2 separate regions of the Macaca mulatta genome follow, and region 1 is linked to region 2. A link is a contact called in public Hi-C data. All regions are on one chromosome and are shown on one strand. The core of a region is the stretch at or near the end of the contact, and the rest is flanking DNA. Distances in the headings are between cores, read along the strand shown. Region 1 holds the start of C1H1orf159 (chromosome 1 C1orf159 homolog). Region 2 holds the start of TNFRSF4 (TNF receptor superfamily member 4).

Region 1 (6,159 bases), core at 1,914-4,413, 100 kb after region 2:
AGACTCATTAAAAGTATAGTTTATTCCTAAAATCTCTTAAGTTTTTCAAGACCCTACATAAATGTAGTAAGATTCCACTTCAACTACAGAGCCTAAATAATTTCCTCATTTGAACGATGATTCAGCAGCAAAGCCGCCTCTCTCTCAGGACAAGTTCTCTTCAGCACTATGAATGCTGGGCTGGGCACGGCAGCTCACACCTGTGGTCCCAAGGCAGGAGGAGGATCCTTGAGCCCGGGAGGTCGAGGCTGCAGCGAGCTATGATGGCACCGCCACACTCCTGCCTGGACGACAGAGCAAGTCCTCATCTCAAAAACACACCCGCCCCTACAAAACCCCACACATTACAAACATAAAATAGGTTATATTTTAATACAAACAATACTAGTGCACAACTTAGTTCCCCAACCTTCCCATACCGAATTTGAAATCTCCAGGGAGGAAACTCCCATTCAGGGACACAAACAGTCCAGTCGGCAGAGGTGGGTGCCCTCAGCCCCAAGACGTCTGTGGGGTCTCTGGTGTGATCTGCGGGCACCTGCGACTTACGATGCTTCCCTGTGGCCTTCAGATCTAGCATCCCCGCTATAACCTGAGTATGGGATTCAGCCCAAGCGGCCCTTAGGGTAGTAAATGTCCTTTCTGTTTTAGTCTAGAGATTGTCGTTCAACTTGATGCGACCCTAAGATGTCCTTACGTTTCCACCTGGCCTACTGGAATCCTGCACCCTTTCATGTTCTCGGGAACGTGCACCCCGTGGGGTTCCTCAGGAGACTCCAGGGACATCTCGTGTGGCCTCATCTCCCTTCCCCAGGGAGAGGACTAGCTATCCACTGCCCGCCTGGCAGACGAGGGAATGCCCAGTGCCCAGGCAGCTGCTGTCAGGTTGGCCCAGGCCTGTAGGGGCTCTGCTCCCAGAGGTCGGGTGGGTGCCAGTCTCAGAGCACAGTTTGGCAGGTGCAGGGCGGGCCCTGTTGGGGCCTGCAGCCCAGGCCCAAGGCACACACGCCCATGCACTGCACAGCTTCCTGCAGCCCCAGGGCTTTGCCCTCTTCCCCCTGACAGGGGCCAACGTGTGGAGAGGTGCAGACCACCGTGAGTGATGGAACAAGGGGCGGGGACACTCATGCACCAAGCTCCAGCATAAGGACGTGGTCACCCAGGGTCACAGTCCCAGGCCAAGCCAAGGGGTAGGGACTTGAAACTGACACAGCAGCTTCTGCACCTGTGAAATGAGCTGGGAAATGCTGGTCTTCAGGAAATAGTCAAGAAAGTGGACGCCAGGCATGGTGGCTCACGCCTGTAATCTCAGCACTTTGGGAGGGCCAGGCGGGAGGACTGCTTGAGCCCAGGAGTTTGTGACCAGCCTGGGCAAAACAGACTTGTCTCTACAAAAAATAAAGAAATATGTGCCAGGCATGGTGGCAAACACCCGTGGTCCCAACTACTCTGGAGGCAGAGGTGGAGGATCACTTGAGCCCAGGAGGTCCGGGCTGCAGTGAGCCTCGATCACACCACTGCATCCAGCCTGCGTGACAGCGTGACACCCTGTCTCAAACACACACACACAAAAAGGAAGTGGAAACACTGGCTCAGCTCCACGATGAGGTGCCGCAGACGACAAGAGCCCGTGGCACAGACTCGACTCCGAGAAGGGGACCGCGACTGTGTCCTCCCCGTGGTCCTCAAACGTCGCCCAGGACAGGTTCCTCTTAATGGGGCCGACACACAGAAGCTGCACATCCGCGGGCGCATGGCCGGAAACCCTGCAGCTGTCAGCGAAGCCCTAGTGCTGGGCGCCCACGCCTAGGCGTCCCACGGCCAGAGGCACTGGTGGCATCAATTCCTCCACAGAGGCCCCGAGGGAACCCTGGGATGGACCCTCAGACGAACATTGTCCTTCTAAAGAGAAGATATAAGCGTGGCTTCCCCACCTGTCCCCAATACTCCTGTTTAGAAATCATCCTCACGCTGTTAAGATGGGAGCTTTATTTCCATTGAAATCTCTGGCGTTTAAACTTGGGAGGGAATCCGGAAGCGGCGTCCACCAACGGGGAACAACCCCAGAGAGCACGCAGGGTGGGCCTAGGAGCTCCCGGGAGCCAAGGGAGCTGGAGGGTCTGGGGGTTTGGGGCGTCTGAGGGGTTGGGGGATCTGGGGGCATCCTAGGGGGTTGGGGGGTCTGGGGAGGTTGGGGGCCCCGGGACACCTGCAGCGGCCCCCAACCCTGTGCGCTGGCCCAGCCAGGAGAGGGCCCGGGGACACCGACAGGACCCAAGCCTTTGATGAGCGGACGGACGCCCCCAGTTCCTTCGGGGAGCTCCTTTAAAGGTGTTCGCCGAAAGCTGCGAGAGCCGCGGGACGCGCAGAGCGGTCCTTTTCCTCCGAGGGTGGCTCAGAGGCAGAGTCCCGGAGAAACCCACGCGCCCGGCCTGTGCGGCAGCGACGCCACCCGGACCCCGGGACAGCCGAGACTCACGGGGGAGCGTCCTGAGGCCGCAGGGCCCTGGCCCGTCCGAGATGCGGAGCCCCGGGAGCCCTCCAGGTCCCAGCCGTCCTAGCCCCGCACCCGAGCCGGGGTCTCTCCCGCCGCGCTCCGACCCCGGCAGCCGAGGTCCCAGCACAGGCGCCGGCCGCGGACCTCGGGCGCATTTGGCGGCGGCTCGCGAGGCGCTCGGGGCGCTCCGTGGGTCTGGAGGGCGGGGGCTCCGCGCGCCCGCGGCCAAACCTGGTGCAGACGAAGCCGAAGCCGAAGCCGAAGCCGAAGCCACCGCCCCGGCAGCCCCCAAACGCTCCGCCTCCGCCTAAACCTGCGGAACACTAAGGACGCCGACTGTTGGGCCGTCGCCCGGGAGACCCCGACGACGCCCCGCCCCGTCTCCCGGCAACGCCAAGCAGCCGGCGCGCGAGGAATCCTGGGGAATGTAGTCCCTCCCTATCGGGGGGTGGCCCGAATCGTACGCCGGGTCTTCCAGGACTACATTTCCCAGGGCGCTCCGCGCCCCGCCCCGGCACCCCACCCACGGCCTCGCGCGACGGTACCACCGGGCGAGGGCGGCTCTCGCGCGGGCCTCCGGGAGTTGTAGTTTTCTGTGGGAGCTGCGGGGCCTGGCGCCGGGGCCGGGGCGGAAGAAAGACTACAAGTCCCAGGGGGCGCGGCGCCGCCGCCTGAGGGCGGGGTGTACGAAAGAGAAACTCGGAGGCCGCCCGGGTGAGTGAGGGGCTGGGGGCGGGCGTGAAGGCAGCGGGTGGGGGCGCCGGGGTCAGTCTGGGCGGCTGGGTCGGCGCAGGGAGCGCGAGAGGCAGACAAAGGTCGGCGGCCCGGCCCGGCCCGAGGGACGCCCCCTGCACGTCCCCCATCGTTCAGCGCGCGGAGAAGCCGTCCGCGCCTGGGCCCGCGTCCTCGTCGCCGCCTCCCAGCAAGCCTGGCCGCGTCCTGTTGGGGAGAGGCGCCCAGGCCGAGCGGGACGCCTGGGGAGGGGAAGGGGCGTCTGAGGAGGGAAGGGGGAGCCCAGGGAGGGGCGGGGAGGGGGTCCCGGGACAAGGGAGGGGGTCCCTGGGGAGGGGAGGGGCTCCCGGGACAGGGGAAGGGGTCCCTGGGGAGGGAACAGGACGGGCCCCCCGGAGAAGAAAGGAGGCGCGCTCGCCTCTCCTTCCTCGCAGCCGGGAGTGGGGGCCCCGGCGGTCCCCGGTGGTCCCCGGTGTCCTAGAAGTCGGCCACGATTCGGGTCTTTTTCCCGCGAGGCTTTGGGATTTGTTTTTGTCCGTTTGTCACCTGCAGTAGCCGAGGGCTAGTGGGTGGGCTGTCTTTCAGGAGCGCGTCGTTGCGGTGGCAGCGAGTCGATGTTTGAGTGTAATTTAAGCCCAGGTGTTCGGGTGCATTTGTTACCACGTTTCAAAGCAAACGCGGCTTCTTCCCTGGGAAACTACTTTGTGACTGAATTCTTACCCGCCTCGTCCTGTTAAATTTCAGGATGTCAAACTTGGCACCCTGTTTCTGGTTTTCGTTTTTCTTAGTATTACCACAGTGTGCAGAGAAGGCAGAGCTGCGTCTTCCTCTTTTATTTTTCCGTAGGTTACTGCTCAGGTGGTTTGGTTACATGGGTAAGCTTTTTAGTGGTGATTTTTGAGAGATTTTGGTGAACCCATCACCCGAGCAGTACAAACTGCAACCTATTTGTAGTTTTTTATTCTTCGCCCCCTCCCACCCTTTCCTCCAGAGTCCATTGTATCATTCTTAGGCGTCTTCCCGTTTCCTGATGGCTTAACCTGGGAAACCGTCGTCCTCGCAGAGGGTGCCGGTACCGAGCCCCGGAGTAGGGGCAGCCGCCCGGGATGCTCAGTGATGAGCCCAATTACTCAGGTTTCCGTTCCCCGTTTGCGTTCAGCCAGGATGCGTCATGGCCACGTTGTTTTTAACATACATGTTTATGAATTATACAGAAACGTTCTTTTCCTGACACACACACATCCTGCCCCCAGTACTCCTCCTAAAAGCCGGTCAGGCAGGTGTCTCCACGCGCAGTCACCTCAGCGCTGGGGTCCACGGGCAGCATCCCGGGAACCCCCGAGATACTTCCCAGCCCCTCCCTGCCTTGCCGCTGCTCTCCACCTTAGCTTTGACTTATTGGGTAGCTCATTTAAAGAACAGCTGTAGGTGCTGGGGTGTGAGATCGCTTGAGACCAGCCTGGGCAACATAGGGAGACCCCGTCTCTATAAAAAATACAAAATATTATCCAGGCATGGTGGCAAGCGCCTGTGGCCCGTTAAAGTAGGTTGCTAGTCAGACATGAGCAGGGCAGAAGAGGGCCCCTCTACCAGGGACATTTGGCTGGTCAGTGAAGGCGGCCTTGGCCGGGCGTGGTGGCTCACACCTGTAATCCCAGCACTTTGGGAGGCCGGGGGGTGGTGGTGGGCGGGTCACAAGGCGAGGAGTTCGAGACCAGTCTGGCCAATATGGTGAAACCCCGTCTCTAATAAAAATACAAAAATTAGCTGGGCGTGGTGGCCTTCGCCTGTAGTCCCAGCTACTCGGGAGACTAAGGCAGGAGGGAATTGCTTGAACCCGGGAGGGGTAGGTTGCAGTGAGCCGAGATTGCACCATTGCACTGCAGTCTGGGTGACAGAGCGAGACTCTGTCTCAAAAAAGAAGGCCTAGAGGGAGCGTGGGCACAACTCCAGTAAACTCTGCGCATACTTCCTCCCAAGTGCTGGCAGCCGTGCGTGAGGATGGCCTACCCCGAGGGAAGAACTGGGAGAAGTAACACACCCCGGAAGCCTGCCGGTAGAAGACCCGAAGTCAAAGGTCAAACCACGCACTTGATCTCTCAGGTCCCCCGCCTGGCCCTCTTCCAAGGGTGCTTTACTTCCTGTCATTCCTGCTCCAAAGCTTCTTCATCAACTGTTGCTCCTGTTGTAAAACTGCCTGGCTCTCTTCTGCCTCCTGCCGCTCAAATTCTTTCTTCCGAGGAGGGAAGAATTGAGATTCACTGCTGCTAGCGTGCTTTGGTGTCAGAAGTGGGATATGTTCTGCCACTAACAGTCCCAGCTACTCGAGGGACTGAGGCAGGAGGATCACTTGAGCCCCGGAGGTGGAGACTGCAGTGAGCCGAGATCACAACGATGCACTCCAGCCTGTTTCACAAAGAAAAGAAAGAGCCACCGCTTCTCACCACTCCGGCTGAGGATTGTGTGTGCTGAGATGGAGCATGGAGCTCAGGTGAGCCCGCAGAGCTCTGTTACCTGCAGAATGTATCTGAGTTGCGGCCCCAAAGTATGTCAGCGGTGGCCTCAAATCTCGCCGCTTCAGAAGAAAAAATTCGGTGGAAGGACATGAGGCAGAAGGAGAGACTGAGGCAAGTTTTAGAGCAGGAGTGAAAGTTGAAGCTTTAGAGCAGGAATGAAAGGAAGTACCCTTGGAAGAGGGCCAGGCTGGCACTGTGAGAGATCAGGTGCGTGGTTTCACCTTTTGACTTAGGGTTTTATACGCTGGCAGGCGTCTAGGGTCTTGCACCCCTTCTTCCCTGATCCTTCCTCAGGGTGGGCTGTCCACCCACGCAGCAGCCTGCTGCACGTGGGAGGGAGCATGCGCGGTGTGGTCACTGGAGGGAGGGAGCATGCCCGGTGTGGTCCCTGGAGGGAGGGAGCATGCCCGGTGT
Region 2 (6,827 bases), core at 4,108-6,607:
CTCTCCTCTGGAGTTTGGTCGTGTCCTTTCTAAATTTTACCAATTGGACGTTAAAAAAACTAAAAAAGGCCGGGCGCATTGGCACACGCCTATAATCCCAGCACTTTGGGAGGTCGAGGCGGGCGGATCACGAGGTCAGGAGATCGAGACCATCCTGGCTAACACGGTGAAAACCTGTCTCTACTAAAAAATACAAAAAATTAGCCAGGCGTCGTGGCGGGCGCCTGTAGTCCCAGCTACTCGGGAGGCTGAGGCAGGAGAATGGTGTGAACCCGGGAGGCGGAACTTGCAGTGAGCTGAGATCCTGCCACTGCACTCCAGCCTGGGCGACAGAGCAAGACTCCGTCTCAAAAAAAAAAAAAAAACTAAACTCAAAATAAGAGGATCTCCCTGTGTTGCCCAGGCTGGTCTCGAACTCCGGCCTCAGCCTCTCAGCGTGCTGGGATTACAGGCACAAATCCCAGTACCTGGCCAAATTGGATGTTATTATTTCCTTTCTGAAAGAGTGGTTTACGTTTTCCTCACCGCACACGGTTTGTGCCTCCACCCGGGTCCCGCGTTCCCTGCTGTCCTGCCGGTGCCTTTAACCTTCGTCCCGTTGGTGAGCTTTTGTGCAGCAAGTCCAGCCTGCTGGCGATGTGCTGTGGTGGGAGGCCCTTGTGTTTGCCCGCGCCCCAACTCCGATTGTGTCTGTCTGTCCTTGGTGCCATTTTCTGCCCAGGACATGTCCCACCTGGACCTAGAGCTCTGTGACATCCCTGTGAAGCCTTCGTCTACTTTTGGGGCTCAGCAGAGGTGTATGTAGAATTCACTCTGCGTTCTGGAGGTCCCCGTGCGTGCTGAGGTGCCGTTCCCTGCCCAGCCGTGTCCGATCCGTCTTGGTCCCCCCGACCTCGGGGTGCCTAGGACCCCCCACCCCAGCCAGTATTTGGTTTCTGGCTCGGGAAGAGCAGTGGCCAGGTCCTGGGAGGGAGGGCCTGGGAAGCACTGGTAGGCGTTGCTCCAGCGACCTCCGACCCCTCCCTGCATGGCTCCTGTGAGGGCCATGGCATGAGTCCTGGGGCTGCTGTTCTCGTGCTGCAGACCTGATTCTGGGGACTGCGGTGAAGGCATGGCAGGCGGGCATCGCCCCTGTCCCCTGCCTCCGTTGCTACATCTCTCTGGGTCTGAGGTTGGGGCTGGGCGGCGGCTGTGAGAATCCTGTGCTGGAGAAGGCAGCTCTCAGCCGGCCTGTCTGGTGCATCTGTGCCTGTCCTGAGTGAGTCTCAGTTCAGCCCCGTCCATCCCTCCCAGGAGCTGCGGTGGAGCCAGACAGGGAGGGGTGCCCCAGGACCCTCAGCCCCGTCACTCCTGTCTTCCTTTAAGTGAACTGGTCGTGTAGGAGGAGGTTGTTCAGAAAGGGATGAGGAGACGGCAACTAGGCCTCATCCTCCTGCAGTGACTGTGACCCAGAGGCTGCGGTGTTTGTGGCAGGGGCTGCGGCCAGGGCAGAGTCGGGCCTTACTTGCAGGGGCTGAGCCTCAACACTGGACTTGGCCACTGACCACAGCGAGCCCCAAGATGGGGCAGGAGGTTGTGGTTCTGCCCTGGAGACCGAGACAGGCCCGGACTGAGGGTGGCATGGGGCCCTTGGGATGCGTGGGGACCTCGGGGTGAGGGGTCGTCAGGGCCGGGAGGGCACAGCGGGAGCGCGGGGGCCACACACCCAGAGGCAGTACCGTGTCCCAGCCGGGAGGCTCTGCTCAGCCCCTGTCTCAGTCATTTCTAGAAACTGTGTTTTCCTCCCTGTGACGTCACACATGACGGAAACGGAAAGGGCAGTGAGTCCTTTGCCCTGCGGCGCCAGGGCGGTCCTGCGTGTGGGTGATTGGCTCCTCCGGAGGGGCAGATGCGGGTGTGTGGGGGGGCCCAGGCCCATCCTGAGGGGTCCCGGGCATGAGGGGGTCTGAGCTATGTCCTGGGGATTCTGGGCCATGGGAAGGTTCTGGATCATGTCTTTGGGTGTCTGGGCTGTGTGGGGGGTCCAGGCCATGTCTTGGGGGTCCAGGCTGTGTGGGGTCCAGATTCTGACTTGGGAGTCTGGGCTGTGTCCGTGGGGAGTCATGGCCATCCATGTATCGGGGGTCCAGGGTAGGGGGTCCAGGCTGTCTTGGGGTATCTGGGCTGTGTGGGGGGTCCAGGCTGTGTTTGGGGGGGCCTGGGTCATATCTTGGGGGGTCTAAGCTTTGTCTTTGGGGATCAGGCCTGTGGGGGGCTCTGGGTTATGTCCTGGCGGGGGGTCCAGGCTGTGTCTTGGTTGTCTGGGCCATGTCCGGGGGACCTGTGAATCCTGGAGGGTGGGGCCCCGGTCTCGTGGGCGGCTATGTCCCTCGAGTTCAGGCAGCACCTCTCGGAGCTTTCTGGCTTTGCGTGCCGGCGTCTGTCTGCCTCGATGCCCACAGGCTGCGCCCCTCTCAGCACAGGAAGTCCTGGAGAACCTGAAGGACCGCTGGTACCAGGCAGACAGCCCCCCCGCGGACCTGCTGCTGACGGAGGAGGAGTTCCTGTCGTTCCTCCACCCCGAGCACAGCCGGGGGATGCTCAGGTTCATGGTGAAGGAGATCGTCCGGGACCTGGGTGAGGCTGGGTCCAGCCTGGCTGGCGCGCCAGGGCCCGGGGACCAACGGCAGGGGCTGGGCATCGCCGGGAAGTCGGGTAAGGTCCTGCGGGAGCCCCAGCCTGGGTGTGGGCTGATCCGTTCCCGTCTCACAGACCAGGACGGGGACAAGCAGCTGTCCCTGCCGGAGTTCGTCTCCCTGCCCGTGGGCACCGTGGAGAACCAGCAGGGCCAGGACATTGACGACAACTGGGTGAAAGACAGAAAAAAGGAGTTTGAGGAGCTCATTGACTCCAACCACGACGGCATCGTGACGGCAGAGGAGCTGGAGGTGAGCCCTGGTGCAGCCGCGTCCCGGAGCCAGCCCTGCGAGGCACTGTGTGCGGAGGGGCCGGCGGATCTGGGCCTGAGACAGGAAGCCATGCTGGTGTCCAGCCTGAAACTCCCCCTGGGCCGGTCACTGGGGCGTTTGCTCAGCGGCGTCCACCAGACCGCGTGGCCATGGTTGGCGTTTAGGTTCAAATGGATCAGAGACAGGCGAGCCTGGCCGGGCTCCATCCTCAGGTTCTCACGGCCCGTTTTTAACGGGACCACAAGGGGAAGCTCCTGCTGGGCCCAACTTGGAGGCAGGTGCAGGTGGGCGGGGCGGCCTGTGCCACATGGCTGGAATTTACCACCTTCCTTTGAAGCGTTTTCACTGGTATCATGTGTAGGCTTGTTTGTCTCCACTGCTGAATGAGTCACCTTGTTTTTATGTAGAATCCTGTGATCCCTGGCGACAGCCAGTGAGCCCGGCCCAGGTTAGGGATCCTTCAGAACTGGGGTTCAGGCCGGGGTAGCCCCTGTACCCCGTGACCCCTGCCGGCCACGGGCAGGCCTTCCAGGGCCCCCGGCTTCTCCCTGCCCTGTGCCCTTCTCATTTGTGCCGCCTCCCTTCGGGAACCTTCCAGAACATGCCCACACTCCTGCTGCAGCCAGCAGGCACCTTAAATAGCCACTTCGTGTGGATGACCGCGGAGCTCGGGCCCAGCTGTTCCTCCCCCGAGCGGAGCCGGGAGGGCCTCCCGGGCGGCTGGCACTGGGAGGGGGAAAGGCGGATGCTGACCTGTGCCCCGCTCGCCCGCAGAGCTACATGGACCCCATGAACGAGTACAACGCCCTGAACGAGGCCAAGCAGATGATCGCGGTCGCGGACGAGAACCAGAACCACCACCTGGAGCCCGAGGAGGTGCTCAAGTACAGCGAGTTCTTCACCGGCAGCAAGCTGGTGGACTACGCGCGCAGCGTGCACGAGGAGTTCTGAGCGCCCAGCGCGCCCCGCGCACCACCAGAGCGGCCCCGCGGGTGACTCCAGGCTCCGTGGCTGTCCCGGACCCCAGCCCCTCCCTGCCACCCACCACCGGCCGACCGTGGCCGCCCCAGTTGATCAGCGACGAGTCCCCCCACAGCGCGCACCCCCGCGAGGCTCAGCGAGGCGTCCCCACCGCGGCGCGCACCCCGGCGAAGCTTCTGCTGTGATGCGGCCGGGGTGCGGGGCTGGGCTGCGGCTCCGCGGCGCCTCCTCCTCCCTGGTCCCTCGAAATCGCTGCATCTCACTTCTGAGAACGAAATCTCGCTTCAGGCACTCTGCCGACGGCGCTGACCGCATCGCGGCCGGAACCTCTGGGCCCGGCCCCTCCCAGGGCCACCGCTCCGTGGGAAATAACAGCTTCTCCGTTTCCTTGAAAACTGAACGATTATTAAAAATAGATTAAACTTCGCTGGAAATGAGTAGCCACGAAGTTCAGGGGAGGGCGCCTGGTCCTTCCCGGGCCTGGCAGGTTGGAGCCACCCAGGTCCCACAGCTGCCGCTGAGAAAATGCGAATATTTGTTGTGACAAGAATCACATTAATTTACTGTAAACATAGTTGCCTTTTTGGTCAGCTTCATTCTTTGGGTGTGAAACAAAACACAACACCAGCGTGGCACGTCTGTGGTCAGAGTTTCCGCTGGAGGCAGATGCTGGGTCAGGCGGAGGTCGTGGCCCGTCGGAGGTGATTCTCCTGGCCGGCAGGGACGGCAGGGGCTCTGGGAGGACGGGGGGCAGCGCTGTGTGTGAGAGCAGGGGTCCTGAGGGCAGCAGAAGTGTCCATTGAGTTTGGGGTTTGGACATTTAAGGCAGGAGCCAGAGCCACCTAGGGGAGTTTTGGGTGGAGGATGGCAAGGCCTTCGGGTGCAGAGGGGCGGGCCCAGCCCCGGGAGGGGCAGAGAAGGGGGGGTGTGAGGACGGCTGGTGGGGGTCCCGCCCTGTGGCGTGTGGGGGCCCAGGCTCTTTCCTGGTTTTCCCGGCGGGAGCTCAAGGAAGCCAGGAGTGCCCCCTCCTCAGTCTGCCCTGCAGTGCCCGTGTGACTGGCCTCTGCCCGGAGCCCACCTGCCCAGGTGCTCCTACGGGGCCGAGAGGGCAGGTTGGCACCTGGGCTGGTTCCCAGGCAAACAGGATTCACAGAGCCATGGCCAGGCAGGTGTTGGGAGGAAGGTCCCGTGCCCTACTGGAAGGGGCTGTAATTCCCTGGAGCCAACCTTCGGTGGCCTGGACTTTGCCCTTCCCCATCCATGGCCCCAGGCCAGAGCCAGGGACCATCACAGCCTCAGCAGCTGAGGGCCATTCACCCAGAAGTGGGAGGTGTGAGCTGAGGCCATGCTGGACTGGACATGAGGGCGGGGGGACAGCTGGGTGTGTGGCGGCACCTGACCCTTCCGAGGCCCCGGCCACCTCCAGTCTGGTACTGGAGGAGCAGTGGCCACCCGCGGGCTGCCCTGGGCCGCCCGCGACACCACTGTGCAGAGTGGAGAGCCCAGCCCCTGGGGATGCGGTTTGAGCTGCAGGCTGCCTTGCAGACCTCGGGTGTCCTCAGCTCTGGGTCGGTGTCCGTCTCCTGTGGCCACTCCACATCCGGTTCCGTGGACACAGCGGGGCTTTCTCGGACCTGTGAGCTTCAGCCCAGGACAAGGAGACCTGAGCTTCCTGGGCAGCTTCAAGCAGGAGGGGCCATGCCCTACCCTGGGGCCACTGCAGGTGCCAGCAACGTGCTGGGGGTGCCCTCTCCATGGTGCATGGGCCCCACTCACTGCACTTGTGGGCAGACGCGGCCACTTAGGCCCCAGGAGAGCAGTGTTGCCCATCAAGACCCCCAGCTCACCTGAACCTCCAAGAAACCAATTGCAAATACAAGCTTTTTCTCACTGTCGGTGGGAAACCCATGTGAACGCTGGGCGGAAACTTCCAGAAAATTCCAGAACTTTCCTCTTCTGCCCACCTGGGTTGGGGTGTGCACATGCACGCACACGCACTGTCTGGGATGCTCTGAGCCCTTCCAGGATCCTCTCTACTTGTGGGGTTATGGGGAGGGTGACCAAGTTAGGGACCCTCAGTACAAGGGTGAGTGGCCTCTCCCTCCACTCCTTCCCCCTCCAGGCCCAGCGGCCTCCATGGCTGGGAATTTCCCGCGGGTGGGCAGAGGGCAGGCAGCTGTTTCCTGTGCTTCTGGGAGGAGGGGATTTCCAGGCCCTTCCCCGCTGCTCTGTTCCCCTAGAGGCCCCTCTCCACTTGGCAACTTTAAAAATGAACTTTTGGATAATCACAGGCTGGTCACAGTTACTTGAAAGGTACAGAAGGGACCCAGGGAGCCTCTGGCCCCGCACCTGCTCCCCGGCTCTCCAGGCAGTTCCTGTTCTCTGGGCAACCCGTGGAACCTGAGAGCTGTCTGCATCAAGGGAGAAACCTGCCTGCGTGTCCACGTGTGCCAGGTCATCCAGGACCCACCCTCACGACCTCCTCGGAGGCCTGTCTCCAAACACCGCCACATGGGGGTTAGGGCTTCCACGCAGGAATTTAAGGGGCACAGTTCAGCCGTAGACACCTGCCCTGCTCAGGCACACTCAGCGTGGGCCCTGGTCACGGAGCCTCGCTCTGTCGCCCAGGCTGGAGTGCAGTGGCACGATCTCAGCTTTGCAACCTCTGTCTCCCAGGTTCACGCGATTCTGCTGCCTCAGCCTCCCGAGTAGCTGGAATTACAAGCACCCACCACCACGCCCAAATAATTTTTGTATTCAGTAGAGACGGGATTTCGCCATGTTGGCCAGACTGGTCTCGAATTCCTGACGTCAGGTGATCCACCTGCCTTGGCCTCCCAAAGTGCTGGGATTACAGGCATGAGCCACAGCGCCTGGCCGTGGGTGTCTGTCTTACCA

What was found. Hi-C and Micro-C count contacts between places; a contact is called where the count stands out from the background.
Region 1: a Hi-C map of CD4 T cells shows a contact between it and region 2, with 3 times the contacts expected there. The contact joins the promoter of C1H1orf159 here to the promoter of TNFRSF4 in region 2. A contact is called at or near these places in 2 of 14 Hi-C or Micro-C datasets (CD4 T cells and liver).

What each region holds. Positions count from the first base shown.
Region 1 is chr1:239,571,255-239,577,413 of T2T-MMU8v2.0, forward strand. It overlaps C1H1orf159 (chromosome 1 C1orf159 homolog), which reads left to right and starts at 3,164. Exons shown (of 11, transcript XM_077981664.1): 1 at 3,164-3,211.
Region 2 is chr1:239,465,228-239,472,054 of T2T-MMU8v2.0, forward strand. It overlaps TNFRSF4 (TNF receptor superfamily member 4), which reads left to right and starts at 5,358. Exons shown (of 7, transcript XM_001090870.5): 1 at 5,358-6,827. SDF4 (stromal cell derived factor 4) reads left to right here. Exons shown (of 7, transcript XM_077981489.1): 5 at 2,458-2,616; 6 at 2,752-2,974; 7 at 3,690-4,503. The coding sequence ends at 3,741.